2 separate regions of the Pan troglodytes genome follow, and region 1 is linked to region 2. A link is a contact called in public Hi-C data. All regions are on one chromosome and are shown on one strand. Each heading gives the region's core, a stretch centred on a gene start, on an enhancer-like site or on the middle of the called end of the contact. The rest is flanking DNA. Distances are from core to core; before and after follow the strand shown.

Region 1 (6,692 bases), core at 2,449-4,948, 850 kb after region 2:
AAGTGGAAAAATCCTGGGTTTCTCCTTTGGGTACATTATTTAACCTGTGACTCCATTCTGTTATCTATAATGTGGGAATAACACTGCTTGCTTCACTGGGAAGTTGGAAGAATCAAATGAGTTAATGTACGTGAAGGCAGCTGACACACAGTAAGGCTAAATAAATATGACATGAATCTGAATTACTCTTAATTGTCAGTAATTATTGGGAAGAAAGAAGCATTTAAAAATCTTAAGAAGAGAGGAATCAAAATATCTCCATCTCCACAGCTTAGGAGTAGGTTAAAAATATGATAGTAGTATTTTTAGAATTTTATTATGAACAATGAATAAAGGATAAATCCCTGGGCTAGAATTTGGGGGCTTGAGTTTTATGTCCTGTTATGGACTAAGTGTTGTATTAATTCAAAATTGATATGTTAAAATATAATCCCCAATGTGACAGTATTTAGAAGTGGAGCCTTTGGGATGTAATTAGGTCATGAGGGTGGAACCTTCATGAAAGGGATTAGTGCACGGTATTAGCCCATTTTCATGCTGCTGGTAAAGTCATACCCCAGACAGGGTAATTTATAAAGAAAAAGAGGTTTAATGTACTCACAGCTCCACGTGGCTTGGGAGGCCTCACAATCGTGGCAGAAGGTGAAAAGCGTGTCTTACATGGCAGCAGTTAAGAGAGAATGAGAGCTAAGTGAAAGGGGAAACCCATTATAAAACCATCAGATCTCATAAGACTCATTCACTACAAGAACAGTATTGGGGAAACTCCCCCAACGATTCAGGTATCTCCCACCGGGTCCCTCCCACAACACGTGGGAATTACGAAAGCTACAATTCAAGATAAGATTTGGGTGGAGACACAGCCAAACCATATCATGCCATTATAAGTGGCCAGAGAACTAATTCACTCTCTTTTCTCCACGTGAGTAAAAATGAGAAGTCAGCAGTCCACAACCCAGAAGAGGGCCCTCATCAGAACCCAACTGTGCTGGCGCTTTGATCTCAGACTTTCATCCTCTAGAACTGTGAGAAGTGCACTTTTGTTGAAGCCACCCTGTCTATGGTACTTTTTTACAGCAGCCCAAATGGACTAAGACATATCCTACTTCTGCCATTGACTTGGAATATGACATAGGGTGTTTTTCCTATTCCAACTTAATAGGAACTTATTTCCTTAGTGGTGGTCTCTGGGGTCTGAGTCAATTGCCACAGAGCCAGAGAAGAATTGAATGCAGAAGTATTTGAGATCTAAGCTTAAAGCCTAGTCTCCTCCTCTGGATGTTCACATAGTCATGCCCATCTGCTTCTCCTGCCACTCACAGCCCACTCCACCCTATTTGCTCAGCACTCCAGCCAAACGAAACAGCTGGCTATTCTCAGGCAGGAGGCACGACGATTGTACCTTACTTATGCCATCGCCTCTGCTTGGGACACCCTTTTGCACAGTCAGACTCCTACACACAGCTTCAAGACTTGCCCTGGGAAGACTCTTCTGACCCCTCAGATAAAATAAGTATCTCTTTCTCTCGTGTTCCCACGACCTATTTATCTTAGGTCAGGTTTTCTAGAAGCAAAGGCTAAGACAGGGATCCTTGTGCAAGTGATTTATTAAGGGAGTTCTCCTGGGAGAACCCTTAAGTAGAGGGAAGCAGAATAGGCCAGTGGGAAAAGCCAAGCAAAGATACAGGCTCAGCTGAAGTCCACGTGGAGGCCAAACAAACCCTCAGAGTCGGCCCACCTGAGGCAAGTTGTGTCTGGCCTTCTGTGCCCCCTGCTATCAGTCAACCACAGCTGGAAGCCATCCCCAGAGAAAGGACATGACCTTCCAGGCATTTCCAAAGCAGCACCCGTTACCCAAGATGATTCAAAGGGAAGGGCGCAGCTGTAGGCCGGGTGAGCCGTCAGGTAAAAGGGCGCTGAGGGCACCGGCACTGTCACCTATCATCCGCCCCTCACACCTGCGCTTCACAGGCAGTTCACTCCATTAAGCACAGCGTGTTCTGGATTCTGGTTGATCACAATTTCTGGAGAAACATAAAAGAGCAAGGATGTTAGGATGAACTGCCGCCTCCACTGCTGAGTGGGTCCCAAGTTTGTCTCCGAAACTCACCATTTCCCTTTTCCACCAGCGATACAACATTTCCCTCCCCAGCAGCTGGGAGGTCTGCTGAGCTATGTGGATTTTCCTGAGGGAGATGGTACCCAGATCTTCACCTGGGGCAGCGGGGTGCAGGGAGGGTCTAGCCCCCGGGTTTCTTGTTCTTATTAGGCCATAGCTGCGGAACCTTCCATTTCCTCTTAGAATTGAGTGTGGGAGTGCCGGGGGTGCCCAAGGGATCACCTGATGCCCAACACATTTCCTCCTGCCCCCACTGTGAAGCATTATGAAAGCAGCAGCTCACTGTTTCCTCGTGATGAGCACGGTTCATTACTCTATTTTGTTTGTTTCTTTCTTTCTTTTTGAGACAGAGTCTTACTCTGTCACCCAGGCTGGAATGCAATGGCACGATCTCGGCTCACTGCAACCTCCATCTCCCAGGTTCAAGCGATTCTCCTGCCTCAGCCTCCCGAGTAGCTGGGAATACAGGTACCCACCACCACGCCCAGCTAACTTTTTAGTAGAGACGAGGTTTCACTATGTTGGCCAGGCTGGTCTCAAACTCCTGACCTCAGGTGATCCACCCGCCTCGGCCTCCCAAAGTGCTAGGATTGCAGGCATGAGCTACCATACCTTGCTGGGTTCATTACTCCTACCGAGGTAGTAACTCCTTTCCTTGCCCAGTGATCTATTGGCACATGAACCCAAAATGACCTGGCAGCAACTGCAGCTTTACCTTTAGTGGGCTCTTTACTGTATTCCCTGATGGTATTAATAATTATTTCCCCTCCGGGCACCAAGAGCTTTAGATCCTCAGAGCCTAAAGTTGCAGAGACAGACACAAATCCCCACGTGATTGCTCGGGGTGATGGGGAGCAGAGCCACTGCTGCTTCCATTTCGGGGTTCCTGGACCCACCCCTTCCATCTATTCTGCAGCAGGGCTCACTCCAGGGACTACACCTGCTCTGTCTTCTCACTCCCCTTTGCGCAGACTTTGAGAGCAGGGTTCATTTGTATTGCTCTGCGTACATACACTCACTCCCACTGCCCTGCATCAGTAAGGCCACTGATGGAGGAGAAAGGTGCTTTCACATGCCACATATGCCACACCTCTGAGTGGTATGGCTCATTTTCCTCAAGCAAAATATCAGGACCATGGTCCTAATACCTAACACCAGGATGATGGGTCAGGATGTTAAATTGGGGCCAACTCAGGATATCTACAAAAGCAAAATGGCTACTCAATTTGGGTAAAGAGCTGGCAAAGTTAAAAAATATCATAAGCAGTCTATATGTGGTCAGGAAGAAGGGGGACACCGAAGACCAGGATATATAAAGGCTCTGATCCTGGCGGAAATTCAACTTTGGAAATTAGGCTCATTTCTCTGCCAGGCCAGGCTCCCCTTATCTGGAAATCAGGGCAGCGAGATTGTCACCTGGGGTCACATCAATGCACCAGGTCTCTGTCCCAAGGACCACAGTCTGTCCAGGCTCTGGGAGTGGAGGATGGGCTGGGCAGGGCGTGTGTATGGAATGTGCTAGACAATGGCCAGCTCCCTGGCCACAGCCAACCCTGAATATCCTGCCTTGGCCAGAAGGGTCCTGGAGAGGAAGCAGACACAGAACAATTGGGAAAGGCCTAAAAACCGCAGGAGTCGGCTGAATACAGCCAAGAGGCTGCCCAGTGATGCAATTCATGGGAGACAAAAAAAAAGAAAGAAAGAAAAGGAAAAAAAAAGAAAGAAAGAAAAAAGAGCCCTCCAATCCTACCCAGGAGCATTCATCATTCAGCGTGACCTTCCAGGAATCTGCTGACAGACACAAAGTGTTTTGTGTAACTTTCTGCCTGGGACCTGGAATGACTGACGCGTCCCAGAGAAGGGGTGGAAGGGAGCTGGATGGTGGGGAGACTGGGGGAGGCGGGCAGCCTCGGTTCCCTGCAGGGGATTGTTGGGCACCATCTGCTGGTGGCAAGGGGAACGACACCCCACCTCTGACCCAACAAAGGAAAGCAATGTCTTGGGAAGCAAGTACTGAGGGAGGGCGTCAGGGAGAGGAACACAAACACACTTCTCACCTGCTGAGCCAGAGGCTTCCACAGGTACCTTCTGGTTAGGAAAGAGTTGCTATGCCCATCTTACAGATGGGAAACTGAGGTTCAGGGAGGTGATTAATTTCACCAAGGGTAAGAATGGACGAATTGGTTGCCATTGAATAACCATTCCTTGTTCTGAACTCATTCGCAGAGGCTGGAATAGTTCCTGGAACATAAATGCTGGCTGAGTGAATGGCTGAATATGGCTTGAGAGGTAACTTGTGTTTTTGTACTATGCCTGTCTGAACCCAACAAAATAGGAAAAAGTCAATGCAAACCGAGAGTGGTGGCTGCGATTGCAGATGGCTCTCCGGAAACGCCCAGTGCGTGACATCCTCCCCGCCTCCTGTTTCATCTGACAAGATTACAAACTACTTCAAAGCCTAGGGTAGGTTTTACTCCTTGTTGACCTCAACGTAGCATTTAGCTGTCCTGGAGGGGCCACAGAAGGAAGAAAGACGATGGAGCTGCATAGGCAGGCACCAGATTTCAAAGAGTCTCAAACCGGTGCAAGGTGACAGGTGACAGGCTACCACTGAAGTTCTGAAGAACCCTTTGTTATTGTGACAGCTTTTCGCCAGCCACCCAGTTGTTTCATGTCTCAGTGGAGGACCCTTTTCTTCTCAAAGGTCTAGTGATATTCAGGTACATCAAGCTTTTTCATGCTGAATTCTACCAACATGTCCATCCATCCCGTCCTAATCCCACCCCCCGACACACACACACACACATCCTTCCCCCAAACACAGAAACATACCTACACACCAACACTCCTACACACAGGCAAAAACTTCACCAGTCATCAACTGTTACACGGTAAACATCAACATCTCTAAACGCTGAGATCGGTAACATCTTTGAATCTTTGCAATTAATTCCTCCATTATCCATTATTCCTCCGTTCTCTCTGACTGGGATGAATATCGCCCTCTGGCAAACTCCCGTTCAACCGTCAAGGCCTATCTCCAACATCACCCCACTCTTTGAAACCTTTCCCTACCCCATCACCATTTAGTGTTCCCTTCTCTGACTACCCGGGGAATATGTTTGGAGTTGACAATAACACTTAAAGCATTGTCTTCATGTGTGCATGCTGTTGAGGTAAGTAGTAAGAGTTCATTGAATGAATAAATGAACAAATGAACACAGTTTCTTAAAATCCTCTAAGAAAAAGAAAAGGAATTGAGCCCACTGGAAAGGGAACCTGGCCATCACCAGCCGCTGCAATTCTAGATTTGGACCCAGGCAGCTCTCAGCCCCTTGGCCTGACCTGGCACCTTTCCATAGATGTGACTGACTGCCCTTCTCAATGTGGGAGGGAAAAGGGAGGCCCCTAACTAATGGAGGGAAATGCACAACTAGTCATCGAGAAAAATTACCTTCAAAAAACAGCAGCATGTCAGAAGCTCTGAGAGCTGAAAGTTTCAACATCCAGCAAATCTCCCCAGACACTTTTAGGCCAGCATTGAACACTCATTTCTTGTTCTCAGGCTCTGACCTGTCTTGGTATTTACCTAGAAAAGATGACTTCCAGACTGCCTGAGAGACATGCACCGTGACTATTGATTAAATGAATGATTTTTCGATGAGAACATGAAAATAGCCAAAAACCAGTAGTCAATCCACTCATCCAAGATTTTCAGCCTTGTCCCGAGCCCCTAAGTTCTGGATTGGAATGATCCCTCCAGGAAGAAGAAGGACACCAACATTTACTGAGCATCTACTATGCCTCTGCCACTGTAGCTGCACAGCTTGGCTTCAGGGTAGATGTTATCCTTTCCTGACAGATTAGGAAACAAGCTCAGAGAGGTGAAGTAATGTGCCCAAGGGTACTCAGCTTGTCTGTGGGGCAGCAGGGCTCACTCCGAGGGCATCGAGGCCAGTGCCCTGCCCACTCCACAGCCTCTCCCTGCACACTGAGGGGGCTAGAGACCAGGTAGGAGAGACTACTCACTTCCTTGGGTTATTTTTCTCTAAATTACCCCTTCTCGACTCCTCATCCCACGTGGGAATGATATCAACTCTGAAAAGGGTTTGAGAGAAACTTCTATCTACTGAGAGAGAAACAGCAGAAAGGACAGCAGAACTGGAACCCATTGTTATTCATTCAACAGGCACGTGTGCTGCAGGCCCACTGTGGGCCAGGTGTGGACCGGTGGAGAGTTGATGCAAGGCCTGCCTCCAGCGGGGCTCTGCCCATCCCATCCTTGGCACAGCATGGGAGAACCAACACAGCCCACTCCTTAACTGGGGAACATAATACTAACTAAGCTTGCAACTAGACATGCCACCAGATTTAACTAGAGCTTGGCAAAGACAGAAAAGCCAGAAGATCGCATCTTGCTGGCTGTGAAACTAAGTTTCAGGCTAGCAAACCCTTGCTCAGCCTTCCAGAACAGTATTACCATGAAGCGTTCAGAAACACTCATTGCAAAAGCCAAAAATCACCTTATTTGGGGAACATAGAGGCAAGGAAAAATGCTGAGTGTGGATCTTAT
Region 2 (7,024 bases), core at 2,669-5,168:
AGCAAAAGTAGGCACATGGAGACAATAAGCAGCCTTGATTATTTTGTTTAAATGACTCTGGAATCTCTATTCTTCCAAATAGTGTCCTATGGAATTCTCTACGCAGTCCCCTATAATAAATAGCATCTTTACATTTGATCTGTTTTTGCAAAGAATTTTTTCATTGGTCAACACACAGCTAGGAAACATGAACCTTCTATTCTAAGACATCAAAAGGAACTGGATTCAATGTGTAGATTTCACTGAGCCTTAAAGTAAGCTAAGAGACCACAGCATATATATCTCTCAGGGCAGTTCAGAGAAGCAGCCTTATAAAACTCTCTTGGAGCTTCTTAGGAGATACACAACTATGCTTGCATAAGAAGTCACCCACATCATCTATGGTAAAAAGGCAGGAAAACAGAAGCTGCTGTGTCTTAAAGGGATGACCTCTGTCAAGCAGAACAATGATACTGCACTTAAATCCACTTGCAGCCACACTGTAATTGGTGAGGGGCTGATTCAATCTTTGCAATAACTAAACCAGCAGATTAAGTCCAATTTGAGGCCAGAGCACAAGTCTGCAAATGACACTGTAAGGTCAGCCCAAAGTGAAATATGTCTTGCAAAATCTGGAGAAAGAATGAGCAGAGGCCAGAGTCACCTCTGATTTTAAACAAAGAAGTAACAGCCAGATGCCCCTGCAGAATTTGGCTGCAGAATCCCTATACTTAAAAGCATCTCCAGCCTTTGAAAAATATTAAAATGCTGTACTGAAGTTGAGCAAAAGGAATGAAAATATTCACTGCTGGGTGATTGTGCATATTTCATACAAGAGTGGCAGTTCTGTGGAATTCATTCATTTCAAAGGATGACTATCCTATTGTGCAACCTTGCAGACTTCTGAGAATTCAATCCAGCTACTGAATTTTGGTTAACCGGGCACAGTTGCTCTGGGTCTCAATAACTTAGAGAAGATGCAAAATACCAAATGCTCAGTACAAGCAAAGGGCAACATTTAAAGAGTCTCCGATTTCCCCCTAAGGGCTGAACTGAACAATCGCAAAACTGACTGGAGATCTCCACTAAACCCAAATTTTGCAATGAAATACTCCAGTCCACTAGGAAATAAGGCAAGTCCACAAAGTAGTCTGTGGTGAATGGCAAAAGCGCGATGTGTTATTTGCAGCACAACCGTGCCCAGTGACCATTTCAAAGGCAGAATGGGTCCCCCACTCTCCCCTTACCCCCTCAAAAAAAAAAAAAAAAAAAAAAAACAGTCAGCAAATCTAAAATTAAGTGACAAAGATTCCTTGATCTAGGTCCAATTCTGGGTAGTAGTATGCTCTATTATAGTTATTTTCTTTTTTGCAACTATTTCGCCCCTCATCCACTTGTCTGGGGCCCGGTGGGTGCACACAAAGATACACAGACACACATATACATAAACCAGTCACTGTTCAGGGTTAAAGACAAAAAAGGAAACCGAAGTGTCCATCGCAGTGGTATTACCACTGCGGATCCCTAGGGCTCCAAACGGGAGCCTCTTAACCTTACAGGCAAAGGTGTGTGTTCAGGGGGGCACGGAAGAGAGGGGATGAGCAGACAGGGAAGTCTAGAGATGGGGAGAGAGACCAAGACCAGAGAGAAAGACCCAAAGCATTCACTATTCACCAGAAAGTGCTCAGGCTTTGATTTCCACCCCAACCCTCCTTTCAAGGCTCCAGGCAGAAGAAAGGTCTTTGTAAACTCCTTCCCTGCGCTGGGCCCCTGGGCTCAGCCGAAGGGGGCACCTTTGTGTGTCTGTTTTAAAGGGTACCTTCGGAACAAAGGTTTAACACCTGCCCGCTGCTAAGAACAATGGCTGCGAAAAGAACGAAGTCATCAGTCTTAAAATTACCGGGGGATTCCCTAATCCTTGTTGGAAGGGGAGGGGGCTAGACACAGGAAGAAATCCCCCCCGGGCAGCGGGACCCGGCCTCGCGCAGAGAGCTCCTGGAGCCTTCGGTGCACGCGTGTCCGTGGCCCCCGCGCAGTCCCGCCGCCCTCCCCTCCCCGGGCTCTCCCCGAAACGCCCCCACTGCAGCCCGCCCCATTGTCTGAAACGGTCTAAAAACTTCGCAACTTACCGAACCTGAGCAAATAAATAAATAAACCCATTTAATAAGGCCACGATAATTATCCCGCGAATCTCCCTCTCCCAGACTCGAGGGCCTGGCGCCCTCCCGCTCCCTCGGGCCCCTTCCAAAGACAAAAAGCAACCCACTGGCCCTTTACCTTGCACACCAGCTCCTCTCCGCTGTGCAGATGCACGGCACGAAAAACGTGGTCTCCCTCCAGAGGTTCCAACAATAAGTATTTCCCGATACAAGAAACGCAATGCGACAAGTTCGGAGTCTCGGGCGGGCTCGGGGAGCCGAGGTTCGGGCTGAAACTCTGGCTGGGCTCCGCGGACCTTATAGACGACAACTCTTCGAAATCCTGGGTTTTGTTCCGCGATCTCCCATATCTCGCTATTGTGATGGGGGTAGACCTGTGTATGTTCATGAGTGTGAGGATCGCACACGACAAACAAAAAAAAAACCCGCTGGAGAGATGAGTCGCTGGCGAGTGCGGCTGCAGGCGCCTCGGTGCCACTGATTTTAAAAGGGAGCGAGAGGGGAGGGGACAGAAGAGGGGCTGCGTGGAGAAAGAGTTAGAAGCCCCCAAATGGGCGCCGCTGGATACCTCGTCTGCTCCGAGCCCGGCTCCCGGGGGTCCTCGGTCGGCAGGCAACTCGGGTCTTTTTGTTACCCCAAAGCAGTCGGCGATGTGCAGAATCGCCGCACTTTTAGTTACTCTGTGTGTGTGTCCCCGGCGTGGATCTGGATGAGTACCCTGGCTGCTAAGGTGCGGAGCTGCAGCGCCAGGGCTCCCGACGCGACCCCCAGGCCGGCTTCCGAATCGCAGACGGGGCGGAGGAGCCCGCGGTAGTTTGTGCAGTCTTCGGGGCGCTCACGGCGGCGACTCAGTCCCAACGCGTTAGAAGCCAAACAAAAAGAGAAAGGAAACAAGCACGGGTCTACCGGCTGGCGACGCACGGCAGCCAGAATCCGCGCTGCACCCCCTTTTTTTGGTGGAAAGGGTGGGGGGCGTGTAAGGGGGGGGTGCGGGAGAGGGCAGTTACCTACGTTTTAACTGTAGATGGCGTCTGAGGCTTTTCCAAGATCGCGAGCTCTCCAAAAATTAAACAAACAAACAAAAAAAAGAAAAATTGCAAGGGAGCATTTAACTTGGTGCGGTCAGCGCTGCCAACAAAAGATTGCAAAAGCTGGGCACAGAGTTGCGGCGCGGGCTGGGCGCAGGTACCGCGACAAAGCCCTGGGCTCGGCCCGCCGCGCGGAGGTCAGCACAGGCTCATGCTGTCGCCGCTCGCTCGCGCCCCAGGTCTTCCTCCGAATGCAGCCAGACGTGCAGGAGAGAACGAGGACAGATCGGCGGTCTCCGATTTCGCCGGCACGAGCTTGCGGGGGTCCTGCGGGCGCTGCAAGGGGAGCTGCGTCCCTGGCCCTTCCAACGCGCGGCGTTCCTTTGCCCCTTTCCCGCTGGAGAACTGGATCTCGTCCTGGAATAATTTGCAATCACCCCGTCTCCCCCTACCCCGAGACCAAATTGCCCGGTGGGGTTTGTTTTGGAGAAAATTGACGGCTTGTCTCCTCCTTCTTTGATTTCTTGCTTGCCCGCCCCCCCCCAGAGAAAAGAGGGGACCGTGTATTTAAAAATTAAAGGGGACGGCCGACGGTGCCCGAGGCCAATCCCCGCGCTCAGCACGCCCGCATCCCCCGGCGAGGCGGTATTAATAGTTACTTACGTGGCCGGGGATCTCGGAGCGAGCGGGGCCGTGAGTGCGCGTGTGCGCGCGCGCGCCTCGCTCGCGCTCGGTCTCCCCATTCAATGTCACCGACACATTTCCACGGAGCCTCCGCCCCCCCCCCCGCCGCCCCCGCGACTGGCTCAGCCCAGAGCCGGCCCCGCCCCGCCCCCGCCCGGGCCCCCCTCATTGCGCCGGGCGCCCATCAATCAGCCCCGCCGCTGCCAGTCCTCGGGCGGCTCCCCGCGCCGCTGCCATTGCAGCTCCGTGTCGGGGGCGCCAGCACCGGCCTCGGAGCTCCCTCGCCCGGCCGGGGAGGTAAACAAAGTGAAATATCCTTCCGCGGCCCGGGGCCCCGGGCGCAGCACGCTGGGTGTCGGCTGCGAGCCCAGCTGCGGGCGGCTGGGCCGGGGTTACCAGCAGCGACTCCCGAGCCGTTCCCCACACGCTGCTCCCGCAGCGCCCGCTCCAGCTCTTCGTAGCTCGTTCATGTTCCTGGCGCTTTTCCCCAGAAAGCCAGGCACGCTCTGAGCATTGGGCCCCCAGGCTCAGATGTGGCCCTGAATGAGGAGCTCTGTTTTGGAAGAATGCGCTTGCATCGGTATTGCTGCCTGGAGTTTCGAGAATTCGTTTCATGGTATCTCTCCGACACCCTCCTCTCTATTTAAAAGGAAATCCATTGCTTCCTTTTAGTTGGTGTCACCGCTTGCCCCCGATCCCCACATCCTGGGCTTGTATTTCTAGTGTTTTCAGCAGAAGAGGAACTGAAGGCATCTTTTGACTCAGGTCAAATTTAATCACTAATTCTTCCCTTCCCAGTGCATTGCCTGGAGGGCCTTGGAGGCCAAGCTAGACAAAACTTTGCACCCACACCTCCAGGGAGCGCTGTTGGGTCCTATCCAGGGTGCTGGGCGTCCTGAGTCCTCTTCTGTTAGCCAGGTGAAGGCTGCAGTTTCACGCCCCACTCCACCCCCCATTTCGCCACCCCCCCGAATTATTCCTAACTTCCTTGGGAGATTCCAGTCCGCGGGCTTGGACAGGAACACAGGAAGAAAGGGGCTTGAACTCAGGCAGAGGCTTCAAACGCCAGCCTTGATCTAAGATATCCTGGTGAATGAGAAGCGATCTAGTAGAGGACAAACTTAAAAAAAAAAAAATCCCAAGGAACTGAGAAAGGGGAGTTGGGACGACTCCTGGAGCCCTCTGAGCTTTTGCATGCGCGTAGTATATTTTCCACTGGAGGAGGGGACTAAATTATTGTCCACTGTAGGACACTTTCAGTAAAAGAAGGGAGCTATTTATAATTATGTCCACTTGGGACAACAGTCACTCTAATGATCAGGAGTCCTGGGAATGTGGCCAGAGATGGAGAGGACATTGACTATAAAGCTTCCACCCTGCAGCACAGAGTTAAAAGGAAGGTTAAGAAGTGGACCCGTGCCTTCCAGCACCTCTCACCATCCTACTCCCCACAAATCTGCCTAGGATTCAATCCCAGATCCCAGCAGAATAGATCTATTTCTCTAGGCGATCACCAGGACCACTGACCGAGCAGGGTCCCCTAATCCAGTCTTACCCCAGGAAGACACTTGGCCTGTGTTAGGAACAGTCTCGAAGCAACCCCTGCTGTTGAGTCAGAAAGAGAGGTGCCTAGCCTCCTCTATGCAGTGGCCAAGAGAGCTTTGTAATAATTAGGGGTTGGGACACCTGTGTGCTAGCCCTGGCTGGGTCTCTGATTTCAAATGGAAATTGGGTGAAGACCTTGTTTTTTCTCCCTAGGTCCCTGTTTCTTCATCTGTAAGATGAGAAGCATAATACCCGCCCTGCTCACCTCCTGTGGTTGCTTTAGAATTATATTTTCAATTCCAGGAAATCTATGAAGGCTTACTATAAGCCGGGCTCTGTGCTGAGTGTTAGGGATCCAATATGAGTAAGATCTGGTCTCTGCCACCCAAGAGCGCAGGGTCTAGCCCGGCAGAAAGACTGGGAAACAAATAATGTCATTGTGTAACAATGTGGCAATTAGAATATCAAGGCCTCAAGGGAGCATGGAGGAGGGAATGACTTTTCCTGAACCTCAGGGAGTTTTCCCAGAAAATGTGATTTTTATTACCTTGAACTAATCCAGAGCAAATATTTATTGAAACCTACTATGTGCCAGACACTGGATATGAAGATACAATGATTTAAAAAATATATTTCCTGTCTTCATGGACCTTGAAATAGCCCTATGAGTCATAAAATAAAATGAATAAGAGATTGTTGTTGGCATTTCAGGCAGAGGGAAGGAATGTGGAAAAGCAAGGGAGTGGGATGTTCTGAAATTTCTAGTAATGCACTATGTTCTAGCAGTGGCAGCTGGGAGCAGTGGCCAGGCATGTGGCTGGCAAAGTGGACTGACTGGGATTAGATCGGGAAGGGGTTGATAGACACAACTAGCAACAGTGGTCTTCCTAGTAGAGGAGATGGCGAAGCACGGCTGACATTGGGAAGTGACATGTGGGATTTAGATCCTGCTGCAGATCACAGGGAGTAGATACTACTGGGCTTCCAAGGAAAGAGAGAGCAGAAATAGTATAAACCTCTAGTGATGCTGTACAGGATTAATAGTGAATTTATGACTTGTGATGAAATTACACAGTGGCCATTCTCCTGCCTGTCCTTGAAGGCCAAATTCATGGCTTAGTGCTATGTTTGTTGATTAAATTCACGGAGCTATTGCAGTGCAGGATAAATTAGATAATTTGTATCAAGTGCCTTAAATATTTGTTATGTCTGTTAACTCGGTAATTCTTAGCAAATTGGAAAAGAAAAAAGCATGTAGTAGGAAGATCTGGGTGGGGATCTTTATTCATTCACTTTTTAGCCATATGACTTTGGTCAAGTTTGGAATATTTTAATCTATAAAGTGAAATTACAATAGAAATTTTGTCTTAATGTATAGCAATTATGGAAGATGTGTATAAAGCATCTGGCACAATGTCTTGCCTATAATAAAAACTCAAGGCCGGGTGTGGTGGCTCACACCTGTAATCCCAGCACTTTGGGAGGCCAAAGCGAGCCGATCACGAGGTCAAGAGATCGAGACCATCCTGGCCAACATTGTGAAACCGCGTCACTACTAAAAATACAAAAATTAGCTGGGCATGGTGGCACATGCCTATAGTCCCAGCTACTTGGGAGGCTGAGGCTGGA

The links. A called contact is a pair of places that touch in the nucleus more often than the background predicts.
Region 1: a Hi-C map of stem cell-derived neural progenitor cells shows a contact between it and region 2, with 6 times the contacts expected there. The contact joins the enhancer-like site here to the promoter of TRIB2 in region 2. A contact is called at or near these places in 1 of 7 Hi-C or Micro-C datasets (stem cell-derived neural progenitor cells) and 1 of 1 datasets of contacts at active chromatin or transcription factors (stem cell-derived excitatory neurons).

What each region holds. Positions count from the first base shown.
Region 1 is chr12:111,007,608-111,014,299 of NHGRI_mPanTro3-v2.0_pri, forward strand. No RefSeq gene overlaps it. Among named protein-coding and RNA genes, the nearest start is that of LPIN1, 190 kb to the right of the region's middle. Within about 2 kb of position 3,699, at least 8 of the 24 cell types and tissues checked have an H3K27ac peak or open chromatin away from gene starts, as enhancers often do. A contact at or near this core is called in stem cell-derived neural progenitor cells, where this site is marked.
Region 2 is chr12:110,155,586-110,162,609 of NHGRI_mPanTro3-v2.0_pri, forward strand. TRIB2 (tribbles pseudokinase 2) reads right to left here and starts at 3,919. Exons shown (of 5, transcript XM_063789287.1): 1 at 3,830-3,919; 2 at 3,150-3,583; 3 at 2,257-2,512.